Regions from separate parts of the Astyanax mexicanus genome. Here region 2 is linked to region 1. Evidence: chromatin contacts called from public Hi-C data. All regions are on one chromosome and are shown on one strand. Each heading gives the region's core, a stretch centred on a gene start, on an enhancer-like site or on the middle of the called end of the contact. The rest is flanking DNA. Distances are from core to core; before and after follow the strand shown. Region 1 overlaps rnf130 (ring finger protein 130). Region 2 holds the start of si:ch211-132p1.2 (proteinase-activated receptor 4).

The links. Hi-C and Micro-C count contacts between places; a contact is called where the count stands out from the background.
Region 2: a contact with region 1 is called in a Hi-C map of blood, with 2.2 times the contacts expected there. The contact joins the promoter of si:ch211-132p1.2 here to the enhancer-like site in region 1. A contact is called at or near these places in 2 of 3 Hi-C or Micro-C datasets (blood and muscle).

The regions. Positions count from the first base shown.
Region 1 is chr10:33,556,714-33,560,009 of AstMex3_surface, reverse strand. The region is part of intron 6 of rnf130 (ring finger protein 130); the gene reads left to right. Among protein-coding and RNA genes, the nearest start is that of LOC125804801, 11 kb to the left of the region's middle. Within about 2 kb of position 1,524, the one cell type or tissue checked has an H3K27ac peak away from gene starts, as active enhancers do.
Region 2 is chr10:33,614,522-33,617,817 of AstMex3_surface, reverse strand. si:ch211-132p1.2 (proteinase-activated receptor 4) reads right to left here and starts at 1,458. Exons shown (of 3, transcript XM_022684027.2): 1 at 1,155-1,458. The coding sequence starts at 1,278. The region is part of intron 1 of rnf130 (ring finger protein 130); the gene reads left to right.

The DNA.
Region 1 (3,296 bases), core at 275-2,774:
CCCCATGTTCACGCCCCTGTTTCCTCCTCTGTTTAATCCCTGATATACTCCCCCTTTTCACTCCCTCTGTTTTTCACCCTGTTTACTCCCCTCTTCACTTACCCAATAGCCCTCCTTGTTCACTCCCCTGTTCACTCCCCCGTTTAGGATTCTCCTTACTCCCCCAATAACTCTCCCTGTTCACTACCCCTGGTCACTCTCCTTGTTCACACCCCCCCTCAGATTGTCAGATTCCTTCCACTGAAAAAAGTAGTCCCATCTGGTTGGAGTAAAGCACCCACTGTTGTTATGTATCAGCCAGTGGGGATTAAAATGGTACAAGCCTGGTAAAAAATGCTGTATTCAGATATAACACATTAAGTAGAACTTGTAATAGTTGAGGGTTTACGTGTATGTGTATGTGTGTGCTTGTGTTATGTTAGTAAATTCTGTTGGACTGTAGCTGTGACTCACTGCCCCTGCTGGACCTTCTCCGGTTATTTTTAGCGCCGCTTTCACCGACCTCCGGGCGGATTTACACCATCTTTCTCTCTCTCTCTTACACATACACACACACACACATGCCCACACAGAAAAAGACACTTTTATTCCTCCTCTTACGGCTCTAAGAGTTTTGAGCACCATCTGCTGCGTCTGCCTCGGTCACACAGCTGGACACCTGGACACTGACTTTCTAGGTCACCCCTCCAAAACTGTACTCAGAAACGTCCCCCTCCTGTATCACTAAACTCAAATCACTCTATTTAAATCACTCTGCTGCAATGACTCAAATCGCTTCTCTTAGATCAATTAGCTGAAGCAAATCTACTCAACTCAAATCACTCAACTCAAATCAGCCTACTAAAATCACTCAACTCTGTTATCTCAACTAAAACTAAAAAAATCTACAAAAATCATTCTACTCAATTCACTCTACTCGATTCACTTTACTGACTCAACTTGAATCTGTTAACTTAGAAAAATTAGCTAAAGCAAAATCTACTTAAATCACTCTTTTCAAATTACTGTACCTAAATCAGTCATATTAAATCAGTCTACTGAAGCGCTGGAACTGTGAGCTGGTGAAATGCATCATGGGATTGCCTTTGCCCAGATGGATACATCTTACGCTGCTTTAGAATTGGGGGAAAATAAGGAAACACATAAAACAAACGAAACACAGCTACTGTCCTAAAACAATGCCATTCCTAAATCACATTTAGATACTTGGGTCAACAACATGATACACTTATAAATATGAAGTTATGATATGATGATTAGAGAAATTAAGGATTTGGTTCTGTGGGTTGACATGTCTGAACCTTTGAACTCTATGTTTGATACTGGGCCTGGTTTAGGTCTGGGCAGAAACTGCAGTGATTATGGTTCAAAACACTGCTTTCTAGAAGTGAAAGCATATAAACCCTCCTCTCCTCTCTGCTGAGTCTTCCGTCGTGAGTTCCGCCAAGAGTTCCGCCAAGAGAGTTCGGTCTCACACCAGGGAGAGTACGAGCCTCCTCTTCTGCTCCCCCGGCCCGATCACCTCCATTATCTCCTCCACAGCAGCTCCAGATCCTTCAAAACAATCCCTGTCCAGAGGGATTAAACCAGGCTAAACATAATCTCCCCTCAGCTGCTGTTCTGCAGGGTTACCGTGGGGAATGCCTCAGAACTCCAGCGTTATTGCGTCGCTCTGTGGATTACGTAATCATTATTTACGATGTGAACAGTGAATTCCAGCCGGATGTTCGGAAACGGACAGCGCTTTGGCCTTCTTCATTCTTAGTTCAGTGTTAGAGTAAGCCCACTGCAGGCACTGCCCCCCCTAGTGTTCAGAGCTGAAACTGCTGTAGTGTTAGTATCACTGAGAACAGGTGGAATTTAATACAGGAGAATGAATGAATTTGAAAATATTATAGTTTATTACAGTTTATTCTAGGTATTAAGAAATGATCAGTATATGGAAGCATTGTGATTTTATGATTTGCAATACTTAACAGTAATTATTTAAAGTGAATCATTGTAATAATGAAAAAATAAATAATTAATAAATGGAATGTTTAGAGGCAAATCCTAACCATTTTCAGATCCCAATGCTCTAATTAGATAAACAAAAAAAACTTTAGATTTACTTAGATTTATATATATATATATATATATATATATATATATAATGGTGTGTTCGTATTGGCAGTTTAATTAAAATTTGATAAAAATTATAAAACAAATAATTTTATATACAGTGTATCGTCTTTCTTACACTGTATTGCATTAAATCACACTATATTCAATATATTTATCTCCTGTATCATAATTGTTTTTGTACGTCATTATTTTTGTTAATATTAGAGATTCACAGAATACTTGGCAACCAAAAAAGCTAATTGACATTTATTTCTTGGTTATGTAAATGTATTATTATAATAAATTATTTATTAATTTATAATTATCTATTGAATATGAACTTTTCACATTTAGTTGGAATATAAAAAATGCTATTTTTAATTATTGATTTTATTACCTTTATTACATTTTACTACTTATGTGCTTTTCTAATATTAAACACATTTTTAGAATACTTCTGAATGTATTTTTTGTACCATTAAAGGCTAACCTTCCTGTAACCATTTAAAAACATTGCTGATCATTCCTGTAACATTTGTATAACATAGTGTGAAAAGTGCCAACAAACAAACAGAGTAGGAAGTGGGCGGGGCTGGTTTACTATGGGACAATAAAGTGCACAGTTTTATCATCAACACTAAGCACTCAGCTGACTACTGACTTCCTCAGCACTGATAACTGACAGCCCCTGCATAAAAGAACAGCGTGATATCTGGAGAGTTTCAGCATGACCTCAGCCAGAGCTGTCAAACACACTTCAGAGTTATATTAACATGTATAATAATTTATTGTAACGTCTCAATAAACATGTTACAATTGAGTCGAGGTTCTGTGCATGTGTTGGCTCTGCAGAGCTTGCACAGTGCTCTAATGGTGCTAGATAATGTTTCTGGAAAACATTAAGTTTAGGACACAAGACTTAAAACAAGGCACTCTAAACTTTTTAGGTTTAACACTCTATTTGATTTACTAAAATTTAAATAAAATGTAAATCATAAAACAAGATAAAACTTAATGTATCAAATCATGCATTATGTTCCTAAATGCAATATTATGTTAAAAACATAAACAGGCCTAAAACATTAAATTTACTTATTGATTATCAGAGGTGTACAGGTATACCCTTATAATTGTTATAAGTCTCCTAGCATTGTTTCTCCTAGCATATGTGACTTTCCTCCTGACCAGGTGTG
Region 2 (3,296 bases), core at 209-2,708, 58 kb before region 1:
CATTAAATAAAACTGAATACACTGGGGAGGAAAGTCCTTATGGGAAAGACTACACAGTATTGGTGAGTGTGGGTTTGGGAGGCTGAATTATCTGTTCAGTGTGCATATAAGGTAAAATCTGCCTAAATCAAGTAAGTTCAAAGTGTTGCTCCAAACTGCAACAACGCAGTGACAGTGGATCAAAACCAGGAGAGCTGAATCATGCTTCTCGACCCCTATGAATAAACACTGCAAAACTACACTGCCAAAGATTACCCCTGAGGTCAAGCTGTATTTTAACTTAGAGATTAAACTTGAAAAATCAAACACTTTAAAACTTACTTTTTAATCATTTGAGGCTCAGTTTAAACATAGAAAATTAGAATAATACTATTTATTTTTTCATTTGTCATAGTTAATAAAGTTTTTACAGTTTTCTAACAGTTTATATTGGACTGCCTATTCATCTCCAGAAATATGGTTATGTCAGTTATCAAAGCACTTATGTTGATGTTATGTAACATTATTAACAATGTCCTACAGCAAAATATTTCCAAACCATTTACACCTTACATAACTTCATGTGAAGCCTCTTTAACCCTTTAAATGGCTGCTCACGTAGTGTACAGAACTGTTGGTTCTGTGTACTGTACACTGTTAAAATTATTCTTCTAAAAACATTTTTTAAAGGTTCCTTTAAGTTGTTAAAATTGTTTGATCCTTGAGGAACATTTAGAGGTTCTTCAATTTGAAAATGTGAAGGAGGAACCCTTTGAATTGCTTTAAGCAACCATCAGGAAAAAATATTGTTCTAAAACATTTTTTTAAAGGTTTAATACCTTTCCAGAACAGAACATTAAAAGAACATTTAGCAACTAAATACAAAACTGATGTTGCAGTAATGTTATTATAAAATAATTATAAAATAATAAAATAAATAAATACAAAATATACGTTCTAAGAACATTCATAAAACTAGATTGACACTTTATTAACTTTAATTGTAACTTTTAAAAAAACCTCTAATGCAAAGATAGGTTAGCTGGATTAAGGGTTTCCTCCTATACACTTTCAAACTGAAGAACCTTTAAAGGTTCCTTAGAACAGTGTACATTTTCAGTCCAATGCATTAAGCTAGTCCATGTCCTATTCTGGGATGAGCTGAAGACACTTACGGGCAGGTCCACCGGTGAAGTTTCTTGAAGCCTGAGATGAGGCCGTGCAGAGCGAGAGGAGAACCAGGAGAAGAACCAGGAGATTAGGACGAACAGATAGAGCAGTTCTGCTGAGAGAGAGCATCTCTGAAGTTCTAGAGAACGGGTCAGGGTTCCTGAAGGCTGAAGTCCAGTGCAATTTTCAGAAGGTCCGCTGAGAAACGTGAAACCTGTTTGATTTCCAGTCCTCTTATTCTGCTTTCAGGTCTGCTTCTGGAGTTTCAATGTGTGTGTGTGTATGTGTGTGTGCACTTTCGCATGCCTTCTCTCCGCCCTGCTTCCTTTCAGGGTATGAAACATGCAGTGTGTGTGTGTGTGTCTTTATCTAGTTTAATGGCACTATATTAGCCATTTTTGTATAGTATATATACAGCCATGGAAAAAATATTAGACCACTTAATACCAAATTGAAAACCTCTGGAATATAATCAAAAGGAAGATGGATGATCACAAGCCATCAAACCAAGCTGACCTGCTTGAATTATTGCACCAGGAGTGGCATAAAATTATCCAAAAGCAGTGTGTAAGACTGATGGAAGAGAACATGCTATTTTCTGCAAATAAATGCAATATTTACAAATATATTTACAAATATATAAATTACAATATTTTTATTTGGAATTTGGGAGAAATGTCCGTAATTTATAGAATAAAACAACAATGGTAATTTTACTGAAACATATATATATATATATATATATATAAATGATAAACAGAGTGATAAGAAACCTTAGGGACACTAACAGCTCAATGATATGTGCAGAACATCCTGTGGCCACATGTGTTGCCTCTCATGACAGGGTTTTCAACTGCTTATCCAAACACAGCAAATGTTTCCCAGGAATGTCCTTGTTCTGTCCCCTCTACAGATTTATCACCAATCAAGGATTTATGGGAGGAGCTGGGATGGCAGCTCCAGCAACCTATGAGTGTAGAGTAGGATCTACAGGCCCAGCTGCAACATCTGTTTATAAATGTGCTGCAGGATGTCATATGGAACCTGTATATCTTCATGGCCAACTGTATCTCATCTTGTATCCAGGCTACAGGCTCCAACAGTGTACTATAGGCTCTTTTCATTTGTACAGTTGTCCTCAATAAACTATCCTCTTATTATAATACTGTAATTTCTCTAATATATCATCATTACATTTCAATATATAAGTTGATGTGTGCGTATGCACTTTAATCAAAAATAGTTTAGAACACCAACTTACTTGTACTAGAAATATTCAGAATGTGCACCTCTGTAACCTAATAAATTATGGCAAAAAATTCCGCACACACACATACACACACATAACTGTGCTGTTCTGTGTGAATCAGGAAAAGGTAAATACGGCAGTTGTTAGCACAGTAAGAGAGTGTTGGTGGAAGGAAGTAGCTCATTAGGGTTATTTATTGCTAGTCGTCTATGAGGAAGTGAGACTGCACCCCTGGCGGGGGTGTTGATGGTCAGGGTAATGGAAGTGTGAAGCTGTGGTCATTTCCACTGGTCAGATCAGCTTTTCCACACATTAAAAAACATATCTAGAAGTGCTAATCATGTGTTCTCTGACACTGTGTTACACCGTTATTAATACATTTGGACTATACTATACTACGTAATGAATTATCGTATTTTTCCTACTATGAAGCGCACTTAATACCCTTTCATTTTGGCAACAATTATCAGTGCGCCTTATAATCCGGTGTGCTTTATGTATGAATTATACCAGTCATGTTATAAGGAGCAGTAAAGCCACTCCACTGAAGGATAGTGTTAAACAGGAGTTTCAGTGAAGTTTCACCAGCAGCTGGAGCAGAATTAGCATTAGGCGCTAATCACAGCGCTAGTTCTTTTGTTCTTCAGAGGTGAGTGTATCGGACTGTAGCTTGCGTGTTTACCGTGTTAAACCAAGCAATGCGGAACACACAGGGTCCCTCAGTGTGGCACTGTCGGGAGGCATTTACCAGCGCTAAGCACTACTGCTAATCGTGGCTAGTGCTGCTACTAACTAGGCTAAAATACTGTAAATCTAAGCTTACTATAAGTAAATTTACTCACCCAAATAAACTGTTTTCAGGAGAGAAATCTGTGAGATTAATATCCAGTGCTCGTTT